Regions from separate parts of the Mus musculus genome. Here all the other regions are linked to region 1. A link is a contact called in public Hi-C and promoter capture Hi-C data. All regions are on one chromosome and are shown on one strand. Each heading gives the region's core, a stretch centred on a gene start, on an enhancer-like site or on the middle of the called end of the contact. The rest is flanking DNA. Distances are from core to core; before and after follow the strand shown. Region 1 holds the start of Tcp1 (t-complex protein 1). Region 2 holds the start of Cahm (colon adenocarcinoma hypermethylated RNA). Region 3 holds the start of Fam120b (family with sequence similarity 120, member B). Region 4 holds the start of Pacrg (PARK2 co-regulated). Region 5 holds the start of Chd1 (chromodomain helicase DNA binding protein 1). Region 6 holds the start of Tbp (TATA box binding protein). Region 7 holds the start of Pdcd2 (programmed cell death 2).

What was found. Promoter capture Hi-C pulls out the DNA fragments that hold promoters and counts their contacts. Hi-C and Micro-C count contacts between places; a contact is called where the count stands out from the background. Capture Hi-C pulls out chosen DNA fragments and counts their contacts.
Region 2: a contact with region 1 is called in a Hi-C map of B cells, with 6 read pairs. The contact joins the promoter of Cahm here to the promoter of Tcp1 in region 1. A contact is called at or near these places in 6 of 39 promoter capture datasets (the HPC-7 cell line, cranial neural crest, erythroid cells and 3 more), 1 of 484 Hi-C or Micro-C datasets (B cells), 1 of 115 datasets of contacts at active chromatin or transcription factors (large pre-B cells) and 2 of 9 other capture datasets (adipose tissue and liver).
Region 3: a contact with region 1 is called in a promoter capture Hi-C map of hematopoietic stem and progenitor cells. The contact joins the promoter of Fam120b here to the promoter of Tcp1 in region 1. A contact is called at or near these places in 5 of 39 promoter capture datasets (the C10 cell line, hematopoietic stem and progenitor cells, liver and 1 more), 1 of 484 Hi-C or Micro-C datasets (B cells), 1 of 115 datasets of contacts at active chromatin or transcription factors (large pre-B cells) and 2 of 9 other capture datasets (adipose tissue and liver).
Region 4: a promoter capture Hi-C map of adipose tissue shows a contact between it and region 1, with 6 times the contacts expected there. The contact joins the promoter of Pacrg here to the promoter of Tcp1 in region 1. A contact is called at or near these places in 2 of 39 promoter capture datasets (liver and pre-B cells) and 2 of 9 other capture datasets (adipose tissue and liver).
Region 5: a promoter capture Hi-C map of liver shows a contact between it and region 1, with 5 times the contacts expected there. The contact joins the promoter of Chd1 here to the promoter of Tcp1 in region 1. A contact is called at or near these places in 1 of 115 datasets of contacts at active chromatin or transcription factors (pro-B cells) and 2 of 9 other capture datasets (adipose tissue and liver).
Region 6: a promoter capture Hi-C map of adipose tissue shows a contact between it and region 1, with 2.9 times the contacts expected there. The contact joins the promoter of Tbp here to the promoter of Tcp1 in region 1. A contact is called at or near these places in 14 of 39 promoter capture datasets (the C10 cell line, the HPC-7 cell line, HPC-7-derived erythroid cells and 9 more), 1 of 484 Hi-C or Micro-C datasets (erythroblasts), 2 of 115 datasets of contacts at active chromatin or transcription factors (astrocytes and large pre-B cells) and 2 of 9 other capture datasets (adipose tissue and liver).
Region 7: a promoter capture Hi-C map of hippocampal neurons shows a contact between it and region 1, with 9 times the contacts expected there. The contact joins the promoter of Pdcd2 here to the promoter of Tcp1 in region 1. A contact is called at or near these places in 7 of 39 promoter capture datasets (the C10 cell line, cranial neural crest, hematopoietic stem and progenitor cells and 4 more), 2 of 115 datasets of contacts at active chromatin or transcription factors (astrocytes and large pre-B cells) and 2 of 9 other capture datasets (adipose tissue and liver).

What each region holds. Positions count from the first base shown.
Region 1 is chr17:12,914,934-12,917,633 of GRCm38.p6, reverse strand. It overlaps Tcp1 (t-complex protein 1), which reads right to left and starts at 1,305. Exons shown (of 12, transcript NM_013686.4): 1 at 1,005-1,305. The coding sequence starts at 1,068. Mrpl18 (mitochondrial ribosomal protein L18) reads left to right here and starts at 1,543. Exons shown (of 4, transcript NM_026310.3): 1 at 1,543-1,687; 2 at 1,810-1,996. The coding sequence starts at 1,636.
Region 2 is chr17:10,318,477-10,321,176 of GRCm38.p6, reverse strand. It overlaps Cahm (colon adenocarcinoma hypermethylated RNA), which reads right to left and starts at 1,258. Exons shown (of 1, transcript NR_037588.1): 1 at 36-1,258. Qk (quaking) reads left to right here and starts at 1,816. Exons shown (of 8, transcript NM_001159517.1): 1 at 1,816-2,445. The coding sequence starts at 2,304. Gm46608 reads left to right here. Exons shown (of 1, transcript XM_017317774.2): 1 at 1-1,526. The coding sequence starts at 832. The coding sequence ends at 1,458.
Region 3 is chr17:15,394,995-15,397,694 of GRCm38.p6, reverse strand. Fam120b (family with sequence similarity 120, member B) reads right to left here and starts at 1,449. Exons shown (of 11, transcript NM_024203.3): 1 at 1,135-1,449.
Region 4 is chr17:10,838,764-10,841,463 of GRCm38.p6, reverse strand. Pacrg (PARK2 co-regulated) reads left to right here and starts at 1,273. Exons shown (of 5, transcript NM_027032.2): 1 at 1,273-1,703. The coding sequence starts at 1,596. It overlaps Prkn (parkin RBR E3 ubiquitin protein ligase), which reads right to left and starts at 1,105. Exons shown (of 12, transcript NM_016694.4): 1 at 975-1,105. The coding sequence starts at 981.
Region 5 is chr17:15,703,667-15,706,366 of GRCm38.p6, reverse strand. Chd1 (chromodomain helicase DNA binding protein 1) reads right to left here and starts at 1,400. Exons shown (of 36, transcript NM_007690.3): 1 at 1,055-1,400. 5830433I10Rik (a long non-coding RNA gene) reads left to right here and starts at 990. Exons shown (of 2, transcript XR_001782213.2): 1 at 990-2,053.
Region 6 is chr17:15,498,541-15,501,240 of GRCm38.p6, reverse strand. It overlaps Tbp (TATA box binding protein), which reads right to left and starts at 1,353. Exons shown (of 8, transcript NM_013684.3): 1 at 1,217-1,353.
Region 7 is chr17:15,525,995-15,528,694 of GRCm38.p6, reverse strand. It overlaps Pdcd2 (programmed cell death 2), which reads left to right and starts at 1,394. Exons shown (of 6, transcript NM_008799.2): 1 at 1,394-1,704; 2 at 2,083-2,322. The coding sequence starts at 1,422.

The DNA of each region.
Region 1 (2,700 bases), core at 56-2,555:
CAGGCAGATTTCTGAGTTCGAGGCCAGCCTGGTCTACAAAGTTGCTTCCAGGACAGCCACAGCTATACAGTGAAACCCTGTGTGTGTGTGTGTGTGTGTGTGTGGGGGGGGGGGGGAATCACTTACTTAAGGACCAGTGAAGGTTAACTATTCTTTTTTCTATTTAGTATTGGTATATCACCGATTGCAAAGATTTTAATGCCTCAAATTATAAGCAATCTTAAGTTCATTCCTTACTACTACACTAGGGGGGAAAAAACCCTTTAAGTTCAGCCTTTCTCTTCAGACTCTGGCAAGTTTAGTAAGAATATTAGATAGTTCACCAGGATAAAGTAGTAGTAATTTCTAAGAGAGTTGTTTAAAAAAAAAAAAAAAGCACAACACAGAACACGGTTCCTGCAAGGGAATGCTTTCAAGAACAAATTCAACCACAGCAAACCACGTGCTTACTCGTATTAAAGTTAACCACGATAAAGGCAGCTAAAAGTATCGCTTAATAACGTTCAGTTTGCATTCCGTTACGTTTTACTGGGGGAGCAGCTGTCACCTGCAGATTCTGGGCATCCAAGAACCAGACCAGGGAAGGGAAGCAACGCAAAAGCCACCTAGATTCTATGAGCATCTTCTCAAGGGCCAATGGAACCGGTGAAAGCTACTCTTTTCTGGCTATGTCAGAGGTGCTCCAACCGGCTTGGAACCCAACAAAGGAGCAGAGGGGAGTGGCGGAGAAGTCTATCTGGAGCTCCTCTACTAGGTATTGGGGCACGGACGCCCACACCCATCTTGAACGCCTCCCCCAACCGTGTGCATTCTCGAACATTCTTCCCTTACACGGTAGGGCGCAATGGCGCCGAGCCGGCCGCTAGTGAGGGCGGATCCGGGATGGCTGGGCTTCTCCTGAAGGAACTTCACTGGGCCCGGCGGACAGCCCCGGCCTACGGACTGCGGCTGGGCTTCGGCCTGCGCCGCCGCGAGCTGGACCCTTACCATTCTCTCGCCCTTACCATTCTGGGAGCGGACCGCCTCCCCAGTGCTGCGGTCCCCGAACACGGACAAAGGACCCTCCATCTTCAGGAAACGAAGCAAAGCTCACTACGGCCGCAGACAACCGATAGCTCCGCTCTGAGACCGTTTAACGGCCACCACGGCGGGGACCACGGCGTGGAAAGGCCCGAGCGATGCCGCGGGGCCTGCTGGGTAACACGCCCTGCGCGCTCTCCACGCTCCACCAACCGCAAGGTCTGCCGGGAAAGCGGTAGGGATTGACAGACGAGGGCTGGGCGGGGCGAAAAACTGAAAACGCCGGAAGTAGGGGGCTGCGGGACGCTGGGTCAACTAGAGACAGTAGAAGAAAGGCGCGAAAGTGGAAAACGGAAGTCAGGCTCTTGGCCACGGCTAGCGTGTCCCGCCCTCCGCCTCAACGTCTGCGGTGATTGGTGAGCCAGGGATACCGATCGCTCACTCGGCCACTCAGCACCAGGGAGCTTGTTAGTTCCGGGTCCTTGAGACACCGAGGTACTGCCGGCCCTTGTAGCTTTACCCACAGTTAACATGGCTGCGACTAGTTGTTCCCCGAGACGACCCTGAGCAAAGGAAGATAGGGCACTGTGTGACTTTGCCCAGGTCCCGTCAGCCATGGCGCTTCGGCCGCGGTTCTGGAAATGTCTGTCAGTTTGCAGGAAACTGGGTAACTAATCTCGCCCCACCTCCTTGCCTGCGCTCTGTGCACAGTACGTGTGCATTTGCAAATGCGATTTTGTACCTGATGTGGGAAAGTGAAAGATGCATGTGATCTTTTTCATTTTCTAGAGTGTGGGTTCGCAGCCCTCTCAACCAGTTCCGTGCCGGCCGTGCAGCCCGACGTGGAGAGTAAGGAAAACGAAGCGGTGGCCCCGGAGTTCACCAACCGGAACCCTCGGAATCTGGAGCTCTTAGGGGTAGCTCGGAAAGAACGGGGCTGGGCTACCGTGTGGCCTAACCGTGAGTTCTGGCACAGGTAATTAAAGTCGGCTTGTGACTGACTAAGCTGTGCTTAGCACCTTACCAATTTCACCAATCCCCTGACTGATCCTGCCAGGTAAGCCTCGGGATGTGTCAGGAAGATGACATGTGGGTAGAAAGCGACCTTGGAGCAAGCAACTAGTTAGTTGCCTTGAAGAAAACTTAAACGGTAATTTGAGAATAAGCGGCTATGTCCTGAGGCCTCTCTGAAGGTGACATGTCAAAAAGCTGAGATCTAAAGGACAGGAAGCCGCGAAATCATTTGCCATGAAGGCTATTCTAGCAAAGGAGGCTAGGAGGCTGGGATTGAGTGTCTGGAACTGACAGGCCTGTGTACCTACCTGTTCAGTAAGTAAAGGTGTGTGTGTGTAAGCTGTTACAGAATAGAGTGCTAAGTAGAATTAGTTATTAGCGTGCACATTAGGGTAAAGTTTGAGCCTTAATGATTTTTTAATGGGGGGAATAAAGGTTAAAAGTTCATTAATAGAAACATTTTATGAAATACATTTTAAAATTTGTATTCATTTAAAGCACTTACTGAGTTCACTGAGGACCCAGGCAGCTTACAATGGTCTGTAATTCCAGTTCCCAGGGATCTGACACCCTCTTCTGACCTTGGCACACAGCGATACATTCCCAAAAATAATCATACACATGGAAATAAATGTTAAATTTTATTTTGGGAGAACTACGCAGTTT
Region 2 (2,700 bases), core at 9-2,508, 2.6 Mb after region 1:
TTCTCTTGCACAAACACAGACAATGTATAATAATTCAGTGACAAAATATTTTTTAATAATATACAAGAAAGAAACCTCGTTTTTTTCTAGATTCTGAAGAAAGATTTAGAAAATGTAGTAACAGCTTTTTGATCAAATTATTCCATGCTTTCACTAATTTATTGTTTAGAGATAATTAAGGGATTATCTATAGTACTAAGAACTACTATAGCCATTGTTGGAAAATTAAAATTATTTCAATTACATGTTAACTTTGTTCATCATTTGCTCTAAAAAACGTAGTTTAATGGACAACTAGAAAACCAAAACCCAAACCAACCCAAACTGTAGTCTTTAAATAAAATAATCAGAAGCTACTGGCCAGGAAAAGAGTAAAATTGCTTTAAATACCGTTGGTACCACACAAACTTCGAAAATGCTCTTTAGAAATCGCGTAAATCAAAGTTTAAAACAACAACAACAAAAAAAGCAATCCAACTAGCCTGCTTACGTACACATTTAAAATACAGTGAGATGATTCCCAGAAAATTATAGCCAGGGCCAACTCTCAAAATGGTTAATTTGACAATCTTGTCTACATTTTAATGGAGCATGTTATAGAGAACTTGCAACAAAACAGGGATGATGCAGATTTAATGACCGACAGCTTCTATAAATCGCAGGACTTCATTGCTGCAATTCGGAACATTGTTTCCGAAACAAATGTAACCGGCAGAACTTCCTCTACACGCCATAGAAAGCCCCTGTCCTGGCCCTCTGCCTGTCATTTATTTATTTATTTTTGTCAAGTAGGTAAAAATAGGCGTTGGCCACTTCGTTTTTTCCCCGAATATGTACTCCTCACACAGGCTCCCTTGTGCGGGGGCCGCACCGCTGAGGAGCCAGCGCCTCCGCCACCAGGGACTGGAACCTGCGGTGAGGATTAACGGAACCGCGCGTCACGCCGCATGGAACAGAGCCCGCCCGCACGCCCGTGGGTGCGCACGCGTGTGCCGTCTCCGCCCACGGTCCGGGGCCGCCTCGCAGCCCACGGCAACGCGAGGCCCGTCACGCGTGGCGCTGGCTCCAGGGGAAACCTCACTGGAGTCCCTACCGCCGGAGACACTTGCGGTGTGGGCGCCCACGCCAACTCAGTCCGCCGCCACCTCGCACCCCAAGCGATCCGACGGCCGGGTTTCCCGCCCCGCGAGGTGGGCGCCGCGCCAGAACGGTTCGGTCCCGCTCCTCCGTCCGCAGGCCATCTTCGTCCCGCTCCACCCCCACGCAGGCGCGCTCCAGGCCCGCTTCCCCCCCACCCCCCGCCCCCACGGCGCGCTCTCCGCCAGGTGGGGCGGAGCGACCCTCGGAAGGGGCGTGGTCACAGTCCTCGACGCGCGCACGCGCTCTCAGCCTCTCGGCTACGTGTCTGGACACGTGACGCCCACCCGAGAGTCCCCAGTGAAGCAACAGGACGTTTAAAAAAAAAAAATTTTTTTTTTTTTGAGGGGGTAGCGAGGAAGGTGGACGAAGAGGTTTAAGAAAAAAAAAAAAAACCCAAACTATAGTAACGCGCGCGGACGCGAGGCCCGGGCGGCGGCGAGCGCAGCGCGTCGCGGAGAGTCCCGCCGGGATTCCTCTCAGCCGCCGCACCCGACCGCGCCCGCCGCCTCAGCAACAGCGCGCCGACGAGCCAGCGCCGCCGCCCGCGTCCCCCTCAGCCGCGACCCCGGCCCCGCGCGGGCGGCCACCGGCGCGCGTCCTCCCCGCCGCGGCCCGGCCCTGCGCCGGCCGTCCCGCCCGAGCGGCCAGGGGCGGCGGCGCCGCCTGAACTGAGGCGAACTCCGCCGCCAAGTGAGTGAGGAGGAGGAGAGCCGCGGAGGAAGAGGAGGAGCGCAGTCGGAGCGCGGCGGCGGCGGCGGCGGCGGTAACGCGGAGCGCCGCGGCGGACAGCACCGCAGACTCGCGAGCTCCGGCGCAGGCGGCGCGACCGGCCGACGAGCGGCCCCCCGGCTCCTCGCGGCGCAGCGGCCCCGCGCCGCGCTCGGCCCGAGACCCGCCTCTGCCGCCGGCCTCGCGAGGGGAGCCGCGCCGGGCGGCCGAGGAGCGGCGGCCGCGGCGCGTCGGGCCGGGCGAAAGTGCCTGCGGGGGGCGGGCGGGCGCGCGGAGCCGGCCGCCCCGGGGCTCGGCGCGGGAGCCGGAGCGGGAGCCGGCGCGGAGCGGGACGCCGCGTCCCGAGCGGCCGGCGGCCGGAGCTCGCCCCCGCCCCTCCCTCCTCTCCTCCGGCGGCGGCGGCGGCGGGCGGAGTGAGCTGCGGAGCCTGGAATATGGTCGGGGAAATGGAAACGAAGGAGAAGCCGAAGCCCACCCCAGATTATTTGATGCAGCTGATGAACGACAAGAAGCTCATGAGCAGCCTGCCCAACTTCTGCGGGATCTTCAACCACCTCGAGCGGCTGCTGGACGAAGGTGAGGCGCCCGGCCCCGGCGCGGCGGCCCGGGATGGCGGGGCGGCGGGAAGGTCAGGCGGGCGGGCGGGCGGGCGCACAAAGGCGGCGCGGGCGGCTCGCGGCCCGGCCGGGGCCGGGCCAGGCCCGAGGGCGGACCCGGGAGCGCGCGGGGCTGCGGGGCTGCGGCCGGCTCCCGACGGCGCGGCGGCTAGGCTCCCCGCCATCCCGGCCATCTCGGCCGGCCCGGCGGGGCCACGCGATTCCCCGAGCTCCG
Region 3 (2,700 bases), core at 200-2,699, 2.5 Mb before region 1:
TACAGCCTGAGAGCTCTGAGAATTCCAAGCAGTAGGGTGGGCTTTTCTACCCTGAAATGTCTCCCATACGCTAGGATCAATGCTTATTTGGAAAAAATAAATGAATAAAACCAGGGGCAGATGGATGTATTAAGTGAGATCAAGAACCAATTCACAGTTTATAGACTCCCATTATAGCCAGAGAGAGCGATGGAGAGAAATAATGCCTAACAATAAAATTAAAACTATTTATACTTGGTATTAAGTTCTGTAGCAACAATTGATAGCATTATGTGGAATGCATCCTTCTTACCAAGGTGGAGTCAACTCAGAAAGTAAATGAAATTAGTTTAGTATCTGCAACACAGAAGTTACAATGCTCTACCCAATGACCAGGCCTTTCTTTCAAATACCAAGCACACCTTGAAGATGGTGGAAATGGGGAGGGGAAAACTGGGACAAGAACACTTGCAAAGCAGCAACATAAGATAAATAGCAAGTTGTAAAGGCTCTATAATTATGAACAGAGGGGTGTTGTATTCACAGTACACTGAAATCAAGGACTCCGAAGCCAAAGCTTGGATTCGTGAACTTTTCATTATCAGTTCCATAAATATATCCAGACTCCAGTTCAGAGATAAGAGTAGAGTCTTTGAGTGTGGAAAATAAATGATTTCAAATGCTCTCCACGTAAGTTTTTTGGGGGGGGCCAAAGGTGTTCACAGATATAAACGTCTGGAAGACTGGCTGAACAGATATTTTTTTTAAACTGGGAGGTGCTATAGTCAAGGTGGGGGCAAGAGAAATAACGCATCAGTTGCTGGTGCCTTTCAAAAACAGGTAAAGAAAAAAGTAGCCAGGCGTTCGTACACTAACCTAATGTCAGTCGAGGTCAGGAGCTATCCTCTAATGGATGGGAGATAGGGAAAATGATGAGAGACATTGGACGTGGGTAACAGCAAGTCCCTAAGGTGGAAAGATCTGAGAGCATATGTAGGCCGAAATCAAACGGATGGTCCCCTCCCCAGAGGAACTCAACACAGCTGAGGCCCAGCCCCTTCGCCTCTCCATCACTTAAGGTCCTACAACCTCCCAACCTGGTTTCCAGTTACCAGTTCTTCCCTCCCCAGCCGCTACCAGAGTCTGAGAGTCTACCTCGCTGGTCCTCAGTGTCCTGCAGCTGGGCTCAGGAAGAGTCTCCACCCCGCTCCACCTGCAAGTGGATGGCTGCCTCTCCCCTCCACCCAGGGAGGAACAGCCAGGACGCAGAGAAGCCAGGATGCGGAGGGGCGTGGCCACGGCGAGGATAGTGGACTTGATGCTGGAAGGAGTCTGGGGTAGGGAGATGCGACAGCAGAGATCCAGGGCCGATTCCCCAGCCTGGCCTACCCAAAGCTCAGCAGTGGCCGCAGACTGCGTCAACCAGATTTCAGACCCACAGTCTACGGCGTGCTCACTTCCGCTTCCGTTATTGAACTTCCGCCCGGAGAAGTGTCTGGTTAGACAAAGTGAAGCTTGTGCTTATATAACTGGAAGTAAAGGACGAAGAGACGAAAGGGATGTAGTACGCAAGCGCTAGAGCGGGAGGCGAAGTGGGTGGCACCCAGGAAGAAGGAAGCTTTAACCCGTTGCCTAGCAACCGGGGAATAGCCTAGGACGCCTGCACGCCGCTGGATAGCCGGACTGGGAAAAGTGTGTTTGTCCCATAGGCTAAGTCTTCAGGCTGAGTGGCAGCCTGCACTAGCACTGGGTGCCTTGCTCCGGTAATGCACGCACACAGGCTGCAGCGGATAGTCACTGGAAACCCTTTTAAATGCCACAGACCACAGCTTGCAACCACGCAGAGTATGGGAAGCTGCGAGGATCCTGGTTTGGTCTTGAATCCCCTTAGGAGTACCAGTACTGAAAGGCGGCACAGCTTGGACAAGGAGCATCAAGGGCCGAGAGTCCACTTACAGAGTTGTCATAGGCAATAATGCTGGTCATTTTATTGGGTGAAGTGGCCATCCTTGTGGGCTACATTCAGGCTGTCTAGTATTTTGGATGGAAATCTCCAATAAGCTAAAGCATCCTTTGTGTCGGTAGCCCCCAACTTGGGGTGCTGGAAACATTTGGATCTCAAGATTACAGTTTTAGCTGTTGAGTCACAGCTTGTGCTAGCCTTATGGTAGAGGGGTTCTCTGCCTTTAGCTTTACAGCTCCAGGATGCGTCCTCAGCTGCCAGAGGTAGCAACTCGGTGACTTTCTGGGACTCTTTAGAGCAGCTGGCGCTTGCATTCAGTAGTGTTTTATCTTTTGCAGTTTCTGTTCTCCTCTATGCTATACTTTCCCAACACTCCCGTAGTCCTTCACAGTCTTAGCACTCCATGGCCTCTACAACAGCCCTCTATTGGTTTCTGTTGGGTGCTGTACCTGTTCTTTATGCAACCGACGCAAGCTACCCTACCCGGGATCAAGACTACAAGGAGGCATCAGTACCACTTGGAGTAAATTTTATTGGCAGCACAGGGGCAACTTGCAGAAAAACAAAGCAAAGCAAACAACCACAACAAAAAACTTTCTCCTGTATACTGCCATTGGGCTGGGGTCACTGAGTAGGGTGATCTAAGAGCCATCTCAAGGTGTCATGGTCAGTTTCCCAAGGCCATGAAACTGCTGGGTGGTGGTTGATTGTAATGGTTCCCCTGACTGAAACAAAGTCTCTGTGGCATCTACAGTTGC
Region 4 (2,700 bases), core at 24-2,523, 2.1 Mb after region 1:
AGGGCTGCACACTTGTAACATTACTTTTATGAGTTAAAACAGACTCGGCTACTTTCACCGTGTAACGCATTTACTTCATAAATGCACCTCTCATCCATCTTCTAGACACATCTCAAATAGACCGACTTCAGATGTGCTTAGTGCGATACCTGTCAGGCATATATCACAAACAAGTTCACTACATCTTCAGAACATCACTTGGATGGGGGCGGCGAGTCTACAGTAACGAAACCTCCAAACGGGAATGTGCGCTAAATTATGCATTTATTTCTACTTATCCCGGAGGAGAACCCAAAACGTGGCTTCACATATAACATCTCTGTCAGGGAGGTCCTTTCCAATCTGCCTACTTCACACTGCTTAGAACAACCCTAGTGGCCACTTCCAAAGCTGCACTGGTCAAACTGCACCCAGTCACAAACTGTAGTGGGGGAAAAAGCCATCTTTGCAGTTATCTACTCGGCTAGTCTTTCGTCTCAGATCTCCGAGGACACATTTAAAAAGACAGAACTGAGGTGCGATCTCCACGAGGCAGATGCTTTCCTGAGATTTTCTTTAAGTCCTAGGGTGTGTGAACTCGCCCTGAAGTGAAGGACAGCTTGACCGAAACAGACCTGGGCTGGTCACCCCGTGGAGCGGCAGGGCGAGCCCCGCCGTCGGGGGTCGCAGTGGAGCACGCGGGTGTCCGTGGGGATACAGTCTTCAGCGAGCTAACCTTGGCTAAGGCAGGTTGGAAACTCATACCTAATGCTCTAGCACACACCGGACCAGGCTATGGGCGGGGGGGGGGGGGGGGGCGGGCCGAGGAAGCCCACAGAGCGGACGGAGCGCGGCACGCACGCCTCCGCCGTGACACTGACAGGTGGCTCGGGTCGGCCCCCGAGGATCCCACTCGGACCCGTGGGGTGTGACGTGGTGCCACACACGGACGCGGGGCGGCGCGGAGAGATTGTACCTGGCAGGCACCCACGTACCTATCATGGTCACCGGGCGGGTGGTGGCTGCGGGTCGAGAAGGACCTACGCGGGCACTGGCGCCCGCCCGAGCCTCCCACCAGCGTTTCTGTCAGGTTTAGTCATCCAGGCCTCCTCCCCCTTCCCCTCGCGAGCCAGGCGGGCGCAGTGCGCACGCGCAACCACCCGCCCCTAGCGCGAAGCCTGCTGGGAGGCGTAGTTTTAACCCGTAAGATTCGCCTCCGGCAGCTGCAACTGTCTTCGCTGGTAACCTTTTCCGGAAACGCTCGTCACGGAGGGGCGGGACTAGCGTCTCCTAATGTTGACTAATCGCTTAGCAACCGGGAGGCTTACACCTTTGGAAGCTCTTAGAGACTCTAGCCTCGGATCCCAGCCCTCTTCCCGCCCCTCTCCTCCCCTAAACTCCCTCCACCTTGGTGCTGCCAAACATCTGGATCTCCCTGGGCAGCACGAGGGGTTGAATTTCTACCACTAGAGCCTTTTAGAGTGTTTTCCCGACCCCCTGCTCACTTCTGTAAAAGCCACTGGTTTTTCTTCCACACCTCTGATAAGAACAAGACGTTTTCTAGGAAGAATGTGGTAGAAAAAGAGACCCTGACCTTAAACAAATGCCCAGACAAGATGCCGAAGAGGACTAAACTGCTGCCACAACAGACGTTCCAGGTGCACCAGCCTCGTTCCCTGGTTTCTGAGGGCTTCACAGTCAAAGCCATGATGAAAAACTCAGTCGTAAGTGATCTTCCTCGATTGAACGCACTTGCTCCGAATCAGGGGACATGTGGTTGTAGAGGATGACAAGCCCTGGGTCCTGGTACTGTTTACCAGAACTGGCAATGACTCGGTCAGTAGCAGACTCTGCCCGACAGTGTGCAGAGATGTAGGCTAGGTGGTTAAAGAACCTTTGGGGCAGGCGATGTACTGAGTTAGCGTATAAGCACCTTCTTGAGCAAGTGTGCTTTCTCCACTACCCCAAATTACACTTAAGCTGTTTCACTGGTAAGGGGGAAAAAAATCCTTATCTTTATTGTAAACTTAGTCCACTCAGTACAAGACCTTCTGGAGTGAATGCTCTTAGAAGTCATAGGCTTTCAAAATTTAACACGAACCAGTATGAGACACATAAACTCATCAGTAATATATACTAATTTATCTCATCTGGGACATTTTAGAATGCCTTAGCATTTACTCAGCAACATTCTGACAAAAAAAAAGGTATTAACCTGTTAAAGTATTCAAAAATTACTTATGTGAAGACTGGTTCCTGATAGGCCTTTTAAATACATTTTAAACAATATAAGCTCTATTTCAAGTGTCTCTAATAATACAAGCCCTATTTCATTTTTATGAGTTGTGATAATACAAATAAAATATTCTTAACACGAATAGGGGAAAATATTCAAAGGCACACAAACGGTTTAGCTATATGCCTAATACTGCTTTTCAATCTTCTTGTTTATTAAATACCATATGATTTGGTATGCTAAACCATGTTTGTCTACTGAGTGGGCACCTGTTTAGGAGTGTGAGAGATTTAATACTAAATGTAGTTTTCAATTTTGTACAATTTACACCCTGAGAGGATCTTATTATACAGCAATTCAATATATTAGCTTAATAGTGTTCTTCGTTGTCCCACTATATTTCTACTTATATATTGCAAATCTTATACATACCACTTAGAGGACACAAATGAAGTAGATTACCTGTAGACTTCCAGCTTGGATTC
Region 5 (2,700 bases), core at 151-2,650, 2.8 Mb before region 1:
AAGGCAATACAAAGAATACACACTGTATCTTATTTTCAAGGCAAACGACGGGGACGGGGGTGGGGAGCAAGACAATATTTCCACCTCTCAAGATTTCCGCCAGAGCACTAGAGTCACCTACAAGCCAACCACGAATAAACAAAGGAGATCTCTGGCAGGGGAGGGAGAGGAAGAAGCGGGGGAAGGAGACGTCAGATCCTTCCCCAGCCAGAAAGTACCACCAAGACACACTCGGGACGCAACAGAGTTGTCCTCCGACTCCAGCAGAGACTTAACTGATTATTTCCACTCCAAAGAACAGAGGGGCCAAACAGGCTGCTGCCACCTCCGCCCGGGGGGCCGACTCTGCACCTGGATCAGGATTTCCAACCTGCAGAGCTCAGTCTCCATACCTCTGGGAGAACAGGTCACCTAAGATCCACAGCACTCAACAGTAATTCCTAACGTTAACTATTAATTCCAGCCCCGGTGAAACCGGCCGAAGTCCTCCACCTCCTCTCCGCAAAGTCTGCGCTGAGAAAGTTCACTCGCCTAGGCGCTTTCCCTTTCACCTTCCTCTCGCCCCTCAAGATGGCTTTCCCCGTCCGCTGGACTTCCTTTCCAGCCTCGCCTCCTTTCTCCGTCCGGCCCTAAGTTCTCCTCCGAGCGCCCGGACTCCGGACGCTCCCGCGTCTCAACAATAAGAGCCCCCGAAGTGGCCAGGGCTCCCTCTGCAGCCTCCTTCCCCGCCTGGCAGTTGCCGGGCTCCCGGCTAAGTTTGCCGGGCGGCGCCGCGCGGGGCCGCTGCACCTTCTCCCCGCAGCCGGGCGCCGCGGCCTCCTTCCCGCCTCCCGCTCCCGCAGCCCCGCCGCGCGCCCTCCCGGGCTCGCCCGGCCACCGCCCCCTCCCCCCCACCCGCCCCGCGCTCCCACGTGCTGGTCCCCTCCGCGCGCCGGGCAGCGCCGCCAGGCCGCTGAGGATGCGCCGGGCCGCTCTCCCACGCCCCCGGCGCCGCGCCGGGCCTCGCGGGCCTCGCCCGCTCCCGGCCTCCCCGGCCTCGCCGACCCGTCCTTACCGGCGGGCACAGGGCGAAGGGTGGCGCGGGCCGGCGCCTCGGGCGGAGGATGCCCCGCGCGGGGGCCCGCGATCCTGGATGCCCAGGCCGCGGGACCCGCGCCGCGGACGGCAGAGGGGGAGGGGAGGCAGCGGGCGGAGACGCGCGGAGCTGGGGAGCGGGTCCGACGATCAGTTCATCTCCGGGCGCCCGGGCCGAGCGGGAAGTACCGAGGGCGCCTCCTCCGTCCGCGCTCCCGCCCCGCCGCTTATCGGCCGCCGGCAGCCGCCATGACGCCAAGACCGCGATCGAGCGCAACCGTCTCCGCCGCGCGGCGCCGCCGAGGTCGCTGTCGCCTCCGCCTCCCGAGCGACGTCACCGCCTCGGTTCACTCCCCTTCCCGGCGCGCGGCGGCGGCGCGCACGCCCGGCCTTTCCGCCGACGCGCGGGGGCGGGGCGGGGCGGGGCGGGGCGCCGAGGTGGTGCACGCCCCTCGGGGAAAGCCACCGAGTCCAGCCCAGGCTCGGCCTTCGCACTCGTAACCGGCGCTACCCCTGGCGTTCGTGGGGCTCCCGGGGATGGGCGCTCTGGTCACGGCACGGATGCGCAGGGATCCAGAGCGGGGGCCCAGGACTGCCTGCGGTGGGGGCCGGCCGCGCGCGCCGGGTGTCCGGAGTCCGGTCGGAGCTGCTGCGTCACCCGGGCAGCTAGAGAACTATTGGGCAACCTAGTCGCCTCCCGCTGCGATCTTTGCCTGGGCGACCAGCGACTAAGTCTCCTCCCGGGCGGGGCTTTAGTGAAAGAGAGAAAATAGAGTTCGAGCTGCTGACCTCCCAGGACGCTCCTTGATTCGTGTGTGGGTGGCCCATGCCTGGTTCATAAAAGAACTTTTACAACTGTGCCTGCCTAGATCGCTCCCTGGAATGCGGGTGGAAGGGTGCCGTGCGGAATCGGAACTGGAGGGGCGTTGGTAACTGGATCTAAGGTGCTGCAGCTTAGTTGACAGTTACTGTCATTACTGTATCCGCAGGCCTCAGTATGTCGAAGCAGAATCTCTTCAAGCGTGGTGATGTAGCAATCTATGTACGGTTTTCAATTTTGTTTTTATTATGCTTTTTGGTTTTGAAAGAGCGTTTTATTATGTAGCCCAGGGTGGCCTCAGGGTGATCCTTCGAAGTTTAGGCATTACAGGCAGGCGTGTGCCATCACCACAAGGCTGACTGTTTTTGCAAGGATTTGGAACTTTGTTTGCTTACTTGTTTTTAAATCAAAATTCTTTCTGATTTCATTACCTGGCCTGCAAATAAAAGATTCTTTAAAGACAGTATACAAAGCCAGGCTGGTCTTCCACTTCTCCATCTCCCTGCCTCAGCCTCCGGAGTGGTAGTAAAGGAATTGCTGGTGTACCCACCTTGTGGGTCTAACTTTTTAAAGTTTTCAACTTACTTTTTGAAGTTGCATTTTCTGTAGAGACCTCTCCTTCGAAGTCAAATGAGTTTGGCTGCCATAATATCTCCAAATGATTCTTAAGCTATTTGGGAAATTTCTAATGAAAATTTAAACTTTGCCCGGCGGTGGTGGCGCACACCTTTGATCCAAGCACTTGGGAGGCAGAGGCAGGCTGATTTCTGAGTTCGAGGCCAGCCTGGTCTACAAAGTGAGTTCCA
Region 6 (2,700 bases), core at 104-2,603, 2.6 Mb before region 1:
TTTAAAAAGTTAAGAAAGACATAACTAAAGTCAAGTACCTTCTGAGAGGCCGGAACTCGCACAAAGCAGGGGCAATGTAACACAGGTCTAGCAAAAGGAGCAAAAGGAACAAAACAACACAAATCAGCACTCTAGGTGCAGCACAAATCACAGAAGGGAAAGGGGGGGACAAAGCCTTGGAAGAGCATGCAGTGTGTGACAGGCTCAGTATGTAAAGTCACTACAAAAGATGACAAAGCAGCTGTAGGTGGGGTTGCATAATTCAGAATGTAAGATGTCATTACACAGGCAATGGAAACAGTTAAGGATTTTAAGGTGCAGTTTGAGTATCTCCTGTGTCAAAGAGCAGATAAATCTGAGAAAATTGAAGACTGAAAATTCAATTTCAATCACTGCTTTGGTTGAGGAAAAAAAAAAAAGTTGGATTTCATGTCCAAAGTATAACCAGTTATTTATCCAGATCTCTTTCTGCAAACGAAGTTTACTGAACGCTTGATTATATAGACTGGGGAATTTGTTGTACGCTTCGCAGAAGTCATTTCACACCTGCAGACGATATAAACCACCTTTTCTCGTCTGCAATCTTAAAATCGCAATAATCGCTGCACAAACTTATTTTTAGGCTGTTTTCTGGGTTTTCATCTTTTGGAAACTGAGCCATCAAACTGAGTATTTGGGAAACCGATTCCGCACAGTCTTCAAGCGTCTGCCTAACCGGTCCGGCATCTTTTTCCAGAGAAGCCTACCCGGAGTTTTGGAAAACCACCTTAACTTGAGGCTAAAGACCGACAGTGTGTAAATAAAGCAGCATGCGTTTTTATGTTAATCTCGATTAGCTTGACTCTCAGGCTTCTGGCGAGATGCTGAGTCTCGAGAACCGCTTCCTAACAGAATTATTCTTACTGGGGACAAAACGGGCGGCTGCAGGCCTGGGTAAAACTCTCCCACCGGGGGAAGCGGCTGAGACGTGCGGTGCGCGGGGCTGTCCGGTGCCAGCCCCTCGGAGACGCTCACCCTTGGTACTGGGTTTCAGGACCCCGCCGAGGCGATGGTCCAGAGACTGGTTACTCGCGGAGCCGCCGCAGCGCGCGCGGAGGACCGTTCCCAGCCCGGCCGCGCGCCCACTCGCGTCTCCTCCGGCAAACTCCGGGGACCCGCTGCAGAAGTCGCCTTTATTAAGGCCTCCAAGCAGAGAAAAGGATGAAAGGACCGTTACCTGGGCACTGCGGAGAAAATGACGCGACCGCAGAAACCTAGCCAAACCGCCAGCAGATACCCGCCACCGCTACCGGACTCGATCCACCGAACGCCTGACGCACATCTGATGCCGTCACTTCCGCCAGTTGCGCTCTTGACTGCAGTCCGATTTGTTGTGCTTAAGCTGTGAGACACTGGGAAGGAAACGAGCGGGCCGGGTACCAGCAGTTCCGGGGCGGGGCCTCCGACGGCCCTTTCTAGCTGTCAAAGAGAGATCTATTGAGTGTGTAGCGGAAACAGTTGGGGATGTGGCAATGGCGATCAAGCCCAAGCAAGCGTTCTACCACTGAACTACATCCTCAGTCTTCCATGATTTGTTTTTGTGAGAAAGAGTTTCTCTGTGTAGCCCCGACTTTCTTGGGACTCACTCTGTAGAACTGGCTGGCTTCGAACTCCAGAGATTGCTTGGCAAGCTTACTGGCTCCTCCCCTTTGAGATTTGTGAGGTGGCTAAGGAAAATGTCAAGCAAACGCTCCTCATCATGTTCTCAGTAGATGTTAACTTACGTTCAAGGAAGAACAACAAAACAAGCGACTTTGTAGTCACAGATTCATTTCTATTTTTAGCTCGGTCACTACCAGCTCTCTTCCTTGCTGCCACAAGAAAACGTCAGCTGTTTCTTAGGCTGCTTCATAATGCTTGATTGATTCCAACATATCTTAATTTTTTTTTCCTTCTGAAGTTCATCTAAGGCATATACATGTGTTGTTCTGCGTACTTCCTTTCCCTTGTATTTTGCATTATCAACGAGGTAATGAGCTCCTTTAGGTTAAGGTTAGCGCTCTCTCTCTCTCTCTTTCTCTCTGTGTGTGTGTCTGTGTGTGTGATGGACAGTATCTGTGTGTTATGTGTGTAGGTGTTGTATAGGTTGTCTATTTACACAGACTCTAATAAGTACAATAGTACTGTGTATCTATTTTCCCCTAAAGGAAACATTTTCTCTTGAAAGTACAGGAAACCTCAGAAGACTGGGGAATTGAGAAAACTTAACAAAGGCTTGTCAAGAGGCAATATAAGGGAAGCGGGTTTTATGTTGTCTTACTGTTTGAGGAGATACAACCCAGGGGGAAGCATGCCAACTGGATTGCATCCACAGACCAGAAACATAAATAGATAAATGTTAGTTCGCTTCTTCTTTATTTAGTCGGGAAATCCAGGCAATGAGGTGGCGCCGCTTATATTTTAGTTGGGTCTTCGCTCCTCAATTAAACCTTGAAACACCCGCATAGACGCATCCATGGGTTTTACCTACATGATGCTAAGTTCTGTGAAATTAACAATATTAACCATCATATTCTGGCTAAAGAAATCTGGTATTGCTTCCTGGGTCTCGTGGCTGCGTACACCACACAGTTGACATGCGTCCTGATTGGCCTTGAATGCAGCATGAACTACTAACCCGTCTCAAACGCTGTGCCACTTCGCCAATGTGACATCCGAGTT
Region 7 (2,700 bases), core at 145-2,644, 2.6 Mb before region 1:
AGTGTGGAAGCACTTTCATGGAGTTTTTATAGTAACAGAACAAAAAGGAAATTTGAAATCAAGGTATTTTAACAATGAATGCATTTGTGGAAACATTAAGTAGTTACAGAGGAATCTCAGTACAGACCTGAGACACCATCTGATAGCATTGTTAGCCTTTTGATTGGTGGAGAATAGCATTTTGTTAATACAGTCCAATAGTCTTTATCTGTTTATCAAGGTGTTAGGTCTGACACAAAAGCGGCCACTAAGGTATCTTTAAGGGGCTAAAGACAACCCAAGAGAAATAGTACCATTTCTAAAGATTCTAAACTCTTCAAAGTCAAAAAGTTTTATTAGTTAACCAGACTTTGTAGACAGCTCCTTTCCAGGAATTCTTGTTTACACTAGCCAAAAAACCCACTGTTGTTTTGTCTTTACATCTTGCTTCCTGTCTAAATCCAACACACAGGGCAGCGAGTATGGGAGCACCCAACTGTGTGAAGCAGAGCGCTATGATTTACGTTTGTTTCGAGTGCTCCTCCTCAACTGTATCCGGTCATCTTTCTCCTCCACCCCAGTTTTGAACATCCTTTAACTGCATGAGGACAGGTTTCAAGGGTCTGTGTGGGTTCGCCCCCAACCTCAATTCTTCCACAGGAGAACAGAGCCTCCCTTTGAAAGAGAAGATAAAAATAGCAAACTTCAACATTAATTATGATTGGCGACATTACTTAGGATGTATTCAGTTTCATAAAACTAAGATAAGAGAATAAGAAACTCTCTGTTCTGAGATAACAGAATAACCTAAACTGCTAACTTCTGCTTTGGGAAGCCTACTTGCCCCTTTCTCTTCCAAAGGAAGCACGCATTTGTTCTCCCTTAAGAAGTGACCACCACCAATATCCACTTAGCAAGTTCCATTTGCTAGAGAAACTGTCATAATAAAAATCTGAAAATTCAGCTTCTGTAAAACTTGCTCAGCTCCGGGAAAAACCTCTTTTGAAGCAGAGATTTTAAAAGACCACTCTAAGATAATCACAAAGATTATGACAATATCTAACGGCATAAACCATGAAATGTTTCTGATCCGGGCTGAGTCTCTTACCCAATAGCGAAAGGCTACAGCTGCGAACTAATTAAAGTTTGTCTTTTGTCCCCGAGTGCTGAGAATGCCCCCACTTCCCTCACTCCAACCTGAGGATCTACAACCGACACCCTAATCTCAGAGGTCTGAAGAGCTTCCGGCCTTCGGATCCCCAGAAACAGTGACAGTTCGATGGAGGTAGTCTTGCTCACCAGCGTCCTTTATTCACTTTTGCTTCCTGCCTATAGGGTTACCTCCAGTCCGGTCCCAGCTCGAGATCTGACCCCGCCTCCCGCCTTCCGGCCTAACACGTGACCGCCCTCTTCCGGCCTGGTGGCAGAGTCCTGCTGCGAGCATGGCTGCAGCCGCCCCTGGTCCTGTGGAGTTGGGCTTCGCCGAGGAGGCACCGGCCTGGAGGCTGCGCAGCGAGCAGTTTCCCAGCAAAGTGGGCGGGCGGCCCGCGTGGTTGGGCTTGGCGGAGCTGCCGGGGCCCGGGGCGCTGGCGTGTGCGCGCTGCGGCCGCCCGCTCGCCTTCCTGCTGCAGGTGTACGCACCGCTGCCGGGCCGGGACGACGCCTTCCACCGCAGCCTCTTTCTCTTCTGCTGTCGCGAGCCGCCGTGCTGCGCCGGCCTGCGAGGTGAGCGGCCGCCGGGACAGGACCCGGGCGAGGGTTGCCACGGGGGCTGAACCCTGGACGTAGGACGATCGGTTGGCGCGAGTGGTTGTATTCAGGTACCGGAATTGTCTTAGAATCGTGTCCCTTTCATCCTGGGCACGGACTCCTTAAAGCCAATTTCTCTTGTCAGACGGAACTCTTCCCGGGTTTAAAAGCTCTTTAGCTTTTATTTTTATTCCCTTTCATATAAAAACCGCCCCCCCACCCCGAAAGCAAAAACCTTAGGTTTTCCTTAAATGAGGTTTTATGAGGTGAAGCACCGAAAACGGTTCAAATGTTTCAATTATTTTGTTTCACGGAAAGATAATCTCACGTACCCCTTTCTCCTCTTCATTTCAGTTTTTCGTAATCAGCTACCAAGGAACAACGCATTCTACTCCTATGAGCCCCCTTCTGAAACAGAAGCTTTGGGTACGGAATGTGTGTGCCTCCAGCTCAAGTCTGGAGCCCATCTCTGTCGGGTTTGTGGTTGCTTGGCCCCTATGACATGCTCTAGGTGCAAACAGGCACATTACTGCAGCAAGGAGCATCAGACATTAGACTGGCGGCTGGGACACAAGCAGGCTTGTACACAGTCAGGTAAGACAACTTAGCCTTACCGTCTCTGTCAACTGAGGTACTCCAGTTTCTGGTTAAACTTGAAATTAGAAAACATACTTTAAAAGTTTTAGGAACTGGTAACATGAACACTTCGCTAATCTAAAACACAACCAGCTTTATTTTTTTATTAGATATTTTCTTTATATACATTTCAAATGCTATCCCGAAAGTTCCCTATACCCCCCCCCCCCCCCCCAGCCCTGCTCCCTTACCCACCCACTCCTGATTCTTGGCCCTGGTGTTCCCCTGTACTGGGGCATATAAAGTTTGCAAGACCAAGGGGCCTCTCTTCCCAGTAATGGCCGACTAGGCCATCTTCTGCTACATATGCAGCTAGAGACACGAGCTCTGGGGTAC